2 separate regions of the Sus scrofa genome follow, and region 2 is linked to region 1. The links are chromatin contacts, called in public promoter capture Hi-C maps. All regions are on one chromosome and are shown on one strand. Each heading gives the region's core, a stretch centred on a gene start, on an enhancer-like site or on the middle of the called end of the contact. The rest is flanking DNA. Distances are from core to core; before and after follow the strand shown. Region 1 holds the start of HP1BP3 (heterochromatin protein 1-binding protein 3). Region 2 holds the start of USP48 (ubiquitin carboxyl-terminal hydrolase 48).

The links. Promoter capture Hi-C pulls out the DNA fragments that hold promoters and counts their contacts.
Region 2: a promoter capture Hi-C map of liver shows a contact between it and region 1, with 2.2 times the contacts expected there. The contact joins the promoter of USP48 here to the promoter of HP1BP3 in region 1. A contact is called at or near these places in 1 of 5 promoter capture datasets (liver) and 1 of 2 datasets of contacts at active chromatin or transcription factors (alveolar macrophages).

What each region holds. Positions count from the first base shown.
Region 1 is chr6:79,005,439-79,010,840 of Sscrofa11.1, forward strand. HP1BP3 (heterochromatin protein 1-binding protein 3) reads right to left here and starts at 2,483. Exons shown (of 12, transcript XM_021097635.1): 1 at 2,339-2,483.
Region 2 is chr6:79,807,341-79,812,742 of Sscrofa11.1, forward strand. It overlaps USP48 (ubiquitin carboxyl-terminal hydrolase 48), which reads right to left and starts at 2,901. Exons shown (of 27, transcript XM_021097702.1): 1 at 2,540-2,901. The coding sequence starts at 2,673.

The sequences.
Region 1 (5,402 bases), core at 1,233-3,732:
CATTTAACTTTTGTTGCTGGAGTTCTGAGTGATCAGACTTTTAAGCTGCCATACTTGTTTTCTGGCATGGCTCTTATCTGGCTGGTTTACTACTGTATACTTGGGGCCTAAGAAACATAGCAGGCATGGAATTGGTGCTCAACAAATATTTGTTAAGTGAAAGAATGAAGAGATGAAACTTAATAAGTTTTTCACCAGGATTCTTGTATGTGCCCAAATCAATCTGTTACCTGTGGTTTATGTGGTCTTCCTGTGATCATCAATCTGTTTTTACATTTTAAATTTAATGTCATATGAATAATATATAAGATTTGCTTTTGTTGAGGGAAATGCTAAGTTGTTTAAATGCAAGCAATGGAGAAAAGGTTGTAAAAGTACAAAGTCCATAATTGCTGAGTTTTAATTTACCTTCTCTACATGAAGAGAAAGCACTAGAAAAATAAGCGTAAGTTTAAAATGTGTTTCAGTTTAATGATATCCTTGAAAACATGCATTTTAGGAAAAATACAATTATTTCATATTTTACCATAAAATGTCTGCAATATAATGTCATTAGCTATGCGCTGAATACAACAAATTGTTCCCAATCTAATGTCTTTCATTATATTCAGACTTCACTGGTAATGTCACAAAAAGCATGCCTATAATTTGCTGGCAACTTCTTTCACATTTCAATAAACCAAGTAATTCAGTATTACTTAATTAGTGTCTGTCTTGGGCATAGATGCTAAGGACACTACGGGAATCCTCACAAGATAAGCATAACCTAACTGGCTGAAGAGTTAGGATTTTCATCTAAACACGAAGAAGAGTTCAGGACACTTGCTCCAACTTGCCGTCTTCAGTCTTCCAATTAAGCTTAGAAAGAAAGCCAACAATATCCTCTAAAATATTACTTCTGCTTTGAAACACGTTACACTAGACTTTTGGAAAGAGCAATAAAAACTTTAAAAGCTCTGAACAGGTTTATGCCTTTCCAGATGAAACAAATCTATCTTCCAAAATTAAACTAGTCACGTCTAACTTCACTCTAAGACAAGCCGGCTTGTCAGTAAAGTTCCAGGCGAATTCCTGGGTATATTTCTAACTAATTTTCACTTTTCAATGTAACGAAAAGTCAGGAAGCATAATAAACCACAGAGAGAAAATGCCTATGCGGAGAGGGCGGTAAGGTTCACCTTGCGCAGTCCTTTGTGCAGGGGAGCGCACTCCCTCAAAAAAGTTGTGACTCGTTCTCCATCACAGTAGTCAATTCGGTATCAAAACTCTGAAACCGGGCTCTCACTCGACCACTCCTGCCTCCATCTCTATACAAACGCTCCTAGTCACAAGTTGGACTTTGTTAACTAGAACCACACCGTCTAAGGAGCGGTGAGCAACAAGCTCTAGGAAAGCCATACGGGAAAACGAAAGCTTAGGCCCGCGTCGCAGCAGCAGCGGCAGCGGCAGCGGCAGCAACAGCAAAAGGCTTTTCAGGGACGCCAACAGCTGACAGCGCGCCCAGACCGCCGAGAGACTGGGCAAAGACCAGCAGAGACAAAGGCAGGGAGCGGCCGGTGTGCTGCGCGAGCACAAGGCGGGGGAGAGCGGAGCTAAGATGAAGACTGCGAGGCCAAGGAGGGCGGGCTCAGCGGCGGCGGACACCGAGGACACCGGCTGACAGCTCGGGCTCACGCTGCGGAAGGCACGCTGGGAGGCCCACGCCGCGATCCGGGCAGCGCCCGCCCGCGCGAGCCAAGAAGCGGCGGACCGTGGGCACCAACGCCCCGCGCACTCACCGCTGGGAGCTCCGTAATGGCGGCGGCGGCGGCGGCAGGGGCGGAGAACCCGGGGGGGCGGGACCGCCGCAGCCAGTCACCGCCGCCGGCATCTTTCGAACCGGCCCGGAAAACCGCTGAGGGAGTGGGGTGAAGGGGAGGGCGGGGGCGGACGTCGGGGGTCCACCGCGGGGCTCCGGAGCATGCGCAAACTCTCAGCCAATCGGAGCGGGCGGGAGGACGCCAGCGCAGGCGCACTGGGACGCAGGGCCCTCGATCAGGGAAGAGCTCCCCCACCTTCCCCTAGTCCAAACAAAACAAGGGCGGGAGCGCGCGTGCCAGAGGGCCCCGGAGGAGGCTTCAGCTCAAGGGGCAGGGGGCTAGGTCGCAGGGGGGAGGGATGGGGGGGGCGGAGCGGCCGGGGAAGGCAGACAAAAGGCACCACCTCCAGGGACGCGGGCGCCCCGCCCCCTCCGCTCAGGGAGCGGCGGCGGCGCCCCGGGCAAGCGTCCTCTGCCACTCGCCTTCGGGTCTAGCCGACCCGCGCCCACTCCCCGTCCGCCTGTTCCGTACTGCGTTACCTCTGCGCTCCCCCCTTCCTGGCGCCCGCGTCCCGCACAGCTTCTCAACGCCGCTGTCGTAGCCGCTCGTCACCACCGCCGCCGCTGTCCTCCAGGCCCAGCCGCCGAGCTCTGCCGCCCCGCCCCCCTGCCCGCGGCCCCGCGCGCGCGCTCGCGCGCGCCCCCTTTGCCAGCCCCGCCCCCCCCGCGCGCCGGTGGCCGCGCCCCGAGCCCGCGGGAGCGAAGGGAGCGCGCGAGATTTGCCTCCCCGGTCGGGCGCGCGGGGGCGCGAGAGGGCGCTCCGGGACGCGGGGACGACCCGGCTGGGGTCTGTGTCCGCGCGCAGCTTTCGCCGGCGCTGTGCTAGTGGCGCGCGTTAGCTTGGGTGGTGAGGTTTCGCTTCCTCGGAAGGACACTCTTTTCACTTACACTTCTGTGGTCTATTTCAGTCCCCGGTCTTAACTGGGCTTTGGCTTTGGCGATCCGCCTGCCTGCCGTTAGAGGGGTTGGCATTTCCCGCTTCTCAGTTTAGCTTCTTTGAAGACCGTGGAATAATTAGGAATTCAGCGGAAAGTTCATTTCCTCTCATTCGTTCCCATTAAGTATCCATACAGTACAGGGCAGAGTAATGGCTCAGGAAAAGAACTGTGAAAGTTGATTTTCTAATCATGAGTCTTCCCTGGCTCCCTAATCCGCAAACGCGGGAGGGTTCTCAACAAGGAAACCTTGGGATTAGAAAACGGAATTCCCTAGGAAATGTCATATTAGGTTGGTATCAGCGTACTTAGGCTACGTATTGTTAAAAAGTGTAACTTTTCAAAATCAGTTTGGGAAAATTCGATGTATCTCCAATAGTAGGTGTTTTGTCGGGGGTAGAGAGGGTTTGGGTAATGAATATAGGGAAATAATAAGCACAATTGCCTTGAGGCTCACAGTAGTATGACTAATTCTCAAATGCATGTTCCTGTCATTTTAAAGATTTGTGAAATCATTTAGCTCAGTCCTCAGGCTCTGCCATTAACTGTCTCACCAGCCTTCCCAGGTATAGCCATCTACTCCATCTGTTCCAAGATCAGCTGTATAAAAATTTAACCACCACACCACCACCAATTCTTTACAAGGTGTTATCATTAACATCCCGATTACATTACCAGTGCCCTGGTGTTCTAGTGTCAGGCTAAACATGTTCACAAGGGGTTTTGGTTACTTTGTGCCATTTCTTCAACCTACTCATTTCCTTATCAACATTTCTATCTTTTGTCTCCCCCCCCCCTTTTCCCTCTTTTTTGGCTGCCCTGTGGCTTATGGAGTTCCTGGGCAGCGATCAGACCTGAGCCTAGATTTTTTTTTTTTTTAATTTGCTTTCTTTTTTTTTTTTTTGTCTTTTTGCCTTTTTTCTTGGGCCGCTCCCATGGCATATGGAGGTTCCCAGGCTAGGGGTTGAATCGGAGCTGTAGCCACCAGCCTATGCCAGAGCCACAACAACGCAGGATCCGAGCCATGTCTGCGACCTACATGGCAATGCTGGATTGTTAACCCACTGAGCAAGGGCAGGGATCGAACCCGCAACCTCATCGTTCCTAGTCAGATTTGTTAACCACTGCACCACGACGGGAACTCCTGAGCCCAGATTTTTATGTGTGTGTACTTTCTAGGGTTACACCCGCAGTATATAGAGTTCCCAGGCTAAGGGTCGAATGGGAGCTACAGCTCTCAGCCTACACCACATCCACAGCATCTGAGCTGCATTTGTGACCCACACCACAGCTCACAGCAACACCGGATCCTTAAACCACTGAGCGAGGTCAGGGATCGAACCTGCAACCTCAGTTGGATTCATCTCTGCTGCGGGACTCCCATGAGCCAGCAGTTTTCTACCTACACTGCAGCTGTGAGTACAGGATCTTTTAACCCACTGTAGGTGCCAGGGATTGAACCTGCATCCTGGCGCTGCAGAGATGCTGCTGATTCCGTTGTGCCACACAGTAGGAAGTCCAATCTCCCTTTGTAAAGACTCTTCCATGTTTATGTATTCAAATACTTAAAACATCCTATCTTTCCTCTTTTTCCCTCAAATGTCTGTAGCCCCATCTCATGCAAGAAGTTGACACACAGGTAAGAGAAAACTAGATTTCTCCTCTCCACAGATTTTTTATTTTAAAAAACACACAAACACAAACCTTACTCTGTTGTTTGCAATATATACACCTGAGGGAAAACCCTGAAACAAAATTATTTTTCAAGAGGGTGCACATGGAGGCTTGCACGTGCCCCCACTCCATGCACTAAATCTACCGCTCAAGTCTGAAGCTGTTTTTCACTTACAAAGGGATTTGAAATTTTTATTGTGCGTGTTTTAGTGCTTAGGCATTTTACCTCTGCTAAATGTAATATGTCATCAGTTTTGATTTTTATACTTAGCTGAATCTGCGTTAAGACTCCTTGGGGGTATGGTTTTATAGTTTTTCTCACTTGGCTTTCTTTGAGCTATACTGGTTGTATAGTATACATCATTCAGTTGCGTTTGTTAAAAACAGTTACATGATGAGTTTTATACCCTTTACTTAAGCAGTGAGGCTGTTTGATGTTCTTCACTGGAGGGAACACATACCTTTGTGTGTTTAGGAGCAGGACAGATCTTATAGAGTGTATGGAGTTATGGTCACAGCACTAGTAAAACCCTCTTGCCCGGAGACTTCTCACACTGATATCAAAGTCCTTGAAGTTCCAACATTCATTCCTTTTAAGCTTCACTCTCTTCTATAGCACTTTCAAAGTGATAGTAGCAAGGAGAACTGAAATACTGGCCTCAAATTGATAGTTGAGAATTCACTGTTTTACTTATTTATTTTTTTGCTTTTTAGGGCCGCACCTGTGGCATATGGATGCCAGTTGGGTTATTAACCCGCTGAGGCACAATAGGAACTCCCATGAATTAATTGTTTCAACCTCTGTAGCTGAGAATCAAAAGCTCTCCATTTGACAGTTACAGATCAGAAGAGTAAGAATTCTGCGTGTCTGACTAGAGGAGGAGCTTCCAGGAGACAGAAGAGGAATAATTATGCTGTCATCTGTCATGACTGCA
Region 2 (5,402 bases), core at 1,651-4,150, 800 kb after region 1:
GGAGTTTCCTTTTAGGGTGATGGAAAAAGTTCTGGAACTAGATGATGGTGATGTTTTTACAGTCTTGTAAATTTACTGAATGTTGAGGAATTGTATATTTTAAAAACTGTAGGGAGTTCCTGCTGTGGCTCAGCTGGTTAAGAATCCGACTAGTATCCATGAGGATGTAGGTCTGATCCATGGCCTTGCTCAGTGGATTAACATTCTGGCATTTCCATAAAAAATAAAATTAAGGAGTTCCCATCGTGGCTCAGTGGTTAACGAATCCGACTAGGAACCATGAGGTTTTGGGTTCAATCCCTGGCCTTGCTGAGTGAGTTAAGGATCCAGCATTGCTGTGAGCTGTGGTGTAGGTCGAAGACGTGGCTCGGATCCCAAGTTGCTATGGCTCTGGCGTAGGCCAGTGGCTATGGCTCCGATTTGACCCCTAGCCTGGGAACCTCCATATGCCTCAGGTGTGGCCCTAAAACAACAAAAAAAGACCCCCCCCCCAAAAAATTGCACATTTCATTGTCCATTTTATATAGCTTTTAAACTGCAAAGTTTTTTTTTGGCCGAGCCTGTGGTATGTGGATGTTCCCAAGTCAGGGATCAAACCCCAGCCACCTACTGCTGGATGCTTAACCAACTGAGCAACCAGGTAACTCCTACAGGACGATATATATTATGATATGTTATGTTATATTATATTATATTGTATTGTATTATTTTATATTATATTACATTATATTCTATTTTAGGGCCGAACCTGTGGCATATGAAGTTCCAGGGCTAGGGGTCAAATCAGATCCACAATGGCCAGCCTGCACCACAGCCACACTGGATCCAGGTGGCATCTTCGCCTACACCACAGCTTGGGGCAACACTGGATCCTAAACCAATGAGCAAGTCCCTGGATCAAACTTGCATCCTCATGGATACTAGTTGGGTTCTGAGCCGCTGAACCACAACAGGAACTCCTGGCAATTTTTTTTTAATGAAATGCATGCTGATATATGCTACAACATGGGTGGATCCTTGAAAACATTATGCTGTCAATGAAGCCAGTCACAAAAGTTCACATAGTGTATGATTTCATATACATGAAACATCCAGAATAGGCAAATTTAGAGGCAGAAAGTAGATCCATGGATGCCTGGAGCTTGGTGAGGGGGATGAGTTTACAGGGGGAGGACCAAGCGTCAAACTAATGGGAACAGAGCTTCTTTGGGGGGGGGGCTAAGTCTAAAGTTAGATTTTGGTGAGGGCTAAAAAACCCTGTGAATACACAAGCAATAAAAACACTGGGTTGTACATTTTAAATGCCTGAACCATATGATGTATGAGTTCCCTGGTGGCCTAAGCCATGGCATTGTCACTGCTGTGGTATGGGTTCGATCCCTGGCCCAGGACACAGCCAAACCTGCTAGAATGTAAACTTTGCAACTGCAGCTCAAAGCTCACCTATGACGTTCCCCTTACAGCGATCTCAGCCAATTTCTACTCCTTTACTTCTGTTATAATCAGCACTTAAATAGGAAGTTCATTTTTTTGGTTACTCTAGAACCTAATAATGTGGATAAACTGAAGCTCTTGTATTATGTCATTCCAGTACTGACTGTTGTTGCTCTCCTTGTGAGCCGCCTCGCAGAGCCTGGAATTACTTTTGCTTTATGGAAGCTTCCTAACTTGTTTTGCTTCCCATATTAAACTTAAAGCTCCAAATCTGAGACCAGGACTTCCCTCCCTTCCAGATCCCGGCATGGAATGCAAAAACTCCAGAAAGTCTTTACAAAATGTTTGCTCCAAGAAGGCTACTGAGCATGCCCGGCTTGGCCAAATCAATTCAACATTCCGAAACAAAAACTATAGTTCCCGCGTTAAAAGGTGGAAAAACAGCTAAGGATTCTATCTAAAAGAAACGCAAGGTTCAACGACTAAGTTGAAGTAAAGGACAGCACTTAACACAGCTCAAACTTTGTACTTAGTAGAGCCGCGTTGAGCCACAACCCCGCCCCCCCGAAAAAGGCTAAAAAATACTAGATTAACGAGAGTGCGGAGGTCAACTGAGGATGAAGGGTATAGATGACTCAGGCTAACCATACGTTTTCCTAAAGCCGCCCTACCCAAAAATAAAGATGATCACGCCTTGAGCGTCAACACCAGTACAGGATACACAGTGATGAAGCTCACTTCGAAGTTCCCGTTTTACAAACCAAAAGCCGAGCCGTGGCCAAGATATACCAAGTACCAACATTTGCTAAGCTCTCTTCTGCATTCAACCACCTCCACCGCCATCTTCTAGATAAGAACCAGAACCTTTTCTGAAGGGCTTTCAGCAGAACCTTTCTGCATGGCTTCGTGCAGAGCCCGAGAAGGCTACGTTTCCCAGGTCGCCCAGACCGCGGAAAGGAGGAAGCCTTCACCTTGTTCTCCCCATGCCTGCTACATGCACGCCACCAGCCGCCGTTTTCCTTCCCCAAACCCGACCCCCTGCTCCCCGCCTGGCTGTCCAAGGTCCGACGCGAAAGGGGCGCGAGGCATGTTGCGCGGGCCTCACCTGCACACGCCACGGATGCAGGGCTCCAGCCAGATGCGGTAGGCGGTCTCGATGTGCTCCTGCGACACCTCCTCGGGCCGCACCGTCTCCGCCCAGCGCCAGGCCGCCTTCTCCAGCTGCAGCCGCGGGGCCATGGCCTTGGCCCGAGGAGTGCCTCCTGAGCCCGGCCGCCGCCGCCTCCTCCACTGCTGCCCAAATGGGCTCCGCCACCTGCCAGCGATGAGGACCAGACGCTCCCTCAGCCAGCTGGCCAGTCAATCACCTGTGCGCGCCTCTGACTCTGCGCCCGCCCGCCGCCCGCCCGCGCCCGACCCGTACGACCGGCCGCAAAGCACCGCCGCGGATACCCGACACCCCCCGCGCCCTCAGACGTTGGAGGTGTACTCCCCGCCGTGGCGGGCGCATGCGCGTCCCCAGTAGCCTTTGCGCCTCCCGCGCCTGTGGCCTGACAGGCGGAGGAAGGGGAAGCCACTGTTGGAGACTTCTGCCACATCCTCACCAGCGCTAATGTGGCTGCAGTGTCTCAGCCCCTGTACAGAATAGCGTCCTGCGCAACACTACTCTTACAAGCCGGTACCTCGAGGACCGAAGGCTGCCTACTCTTGCCCGGTGGTACTTTCCCTTTAACCGTGAAGGATTCACGCGAGAGGCTACTCAACGCACACCATAGATCCGCTGGAATGTGGGGGTGGGGTCTGAAACTTGGGTCACGAAAGAAACCAGAGTCGACTCTCTGGAAGATTTAACTTGAGCCTGGACGGTTTCGGACTCCTTCCCGGGCCCTTCTGACGTCACGGGATGTTTGGCCTTTTCCTGAGCAGCAACTGGACTACGTATCCCGGCGTGCATTGCGTGCTGCCACTCGCTGGATGCGAGGCATGCTGGGATTTGTATTCCTCGAAGTAGCCGACTTGTTGTGCCAAGGATTGTGCCGGAACGCCAGCTGGTACCTGGGCGGGGTTTCTCTGACCTGAAAGGTCGCCCTAGCTGGTGACGGACCCTCCTCACTTACCGCTATCTCCATATGCTGATTTCTTCCTTCTTTAGCTCCAGGGTTTGAAGACGTTTCCTTTTTTGCGGCCCCTGCCTCAGGTTATAAAGAGGAGCCTTATCAGAATGTTTTGCAAATTGTAAAGGGCCTTGGTTGAGTGAGGATTTGAGAGGTTTATATTTGAATGAGAGCCCTAGGGCGGTCTAAGCACCAATTTCTGAATCAATAGCTTGCCAGTTGGGTAACCTTGGACTGGATGCTTATTGTGTGTAATTCACTAGACAAACGTTCAATGAAGGAATTATGAAAATAAGACGTGGTCCGGCACTTGAGGGTGGGTGAGAGTGGTAAAGTTTGGAGTACTTGGGATAAGGCTTCCCAAAGAGGAACACTCCTAAACCCGCCTGTATAAAATAGAGTTTACCCAGGTGAGAAGAAAAGCACCATTCCAGACAAAGGGAACCACAAGAAGTTAAAGGATAGAAGAGAGAAACTTCTTGGTATGAGACAGGGAGGTCAGACTTGAGAGGAAGGATGGCCAAGGCTTTGCTTTTATCTGAGGACTCATTGAAAGGTTTAAAGCTGATACGTGAAATAATGGGAGTTGTACATTTTGTATGGTTTCCTCAGTCTAGGTCAAGGTCAGAAGTGTAGAAAACTATAGAACTAATACAAGCCGGAGATAATGAAAGCCTAAATGGGGCAGTGTAGTAGGTGTGGAATTGTGGAGACAAACTTGAAAGATAGGGAATTGTTAAACTCCATATCTTTCAAGTTTGTCTAATCAAACTGTTTACCTTTCTGTTATTTGACCTTCAGGTCTAGGTCATAGCCCTTTCCTAGGTGCTTACAGCTCCCTGTGTCATTCATCGCTTCACCTAGCACATATAGAAATTGTGACTATTACTCTCCATGCTGTCACTGCTATATGCCAATTTTCTAACTTGAGTAATTAAAGGAATAGAATTTTTTTTTTTTTTTTGGCCATGCCCAAGGTATGCAGAACTTCCTAGGCCACAAGCCGCTGGAGTGACAACACCGGGGCCTTAACCCACTGAGCCACAAGGGGATCCTATAAACAAACAGAATTTCTACCAAGTGAGATTAAAAGTACAGAAGAACAAAAAGCTTTAGAAGGGAGATGATTATTTCAATTTTTTTTTCCTGGCGGTGCCCACAGCACATGAAAGTTTCCAGATCAGGGACTGAACCTGCCTCACAGCAGTGACCCAGGCCACAGCAGTGACCACACCAGATCCTTAAACCCCTGCACCACAAGAGAACTCCATGATGATTTCAGTGTTTAATACATTGCATCTGGGGTACATCAGGGACATCTATGTAGGGATAGCAGACACGAGTCTGAGTCTTGCAGGAAATATTGCCCTGCATCACGGATTTTTCAGTCTCATCAGCATTCAAATATGCTGTAATTTCTCCCATGTCTAACAAACCCTCTTAACTCCCTCATCCCCTGCCACCTACCATCCCACTTATCTGCTCTATAGCAAAACTCGTGAAGAGTGGTCTATACTCTTCTCCAATTCCCTTCTTCTTAGCCCCCTTAAGCCCATTCTAAATCAGGCTCTTGCTTCTATCACCCCCAAAACCACCTTCATGAAGGTCACCAAATGCCTCTGGTTTCTCATATCACTCACCTATAAACTTCAGGGTCCTGGAGTTGTCCTTGAACCTCGTCTCTAACTACACTTATTCCCTGAGTGATGTGAATTAATGACTCCCAAATCCCACTATTTCCAGACCTGACCTTGCTCCTAAAATGCAAGACTTTTTTTTTCTTTTTTTTTTTTTTTGCCTTTTTAGGTCTGCACCTGCAGCATATGGAGATTCCCAGACTAGGGGTGGAATTGG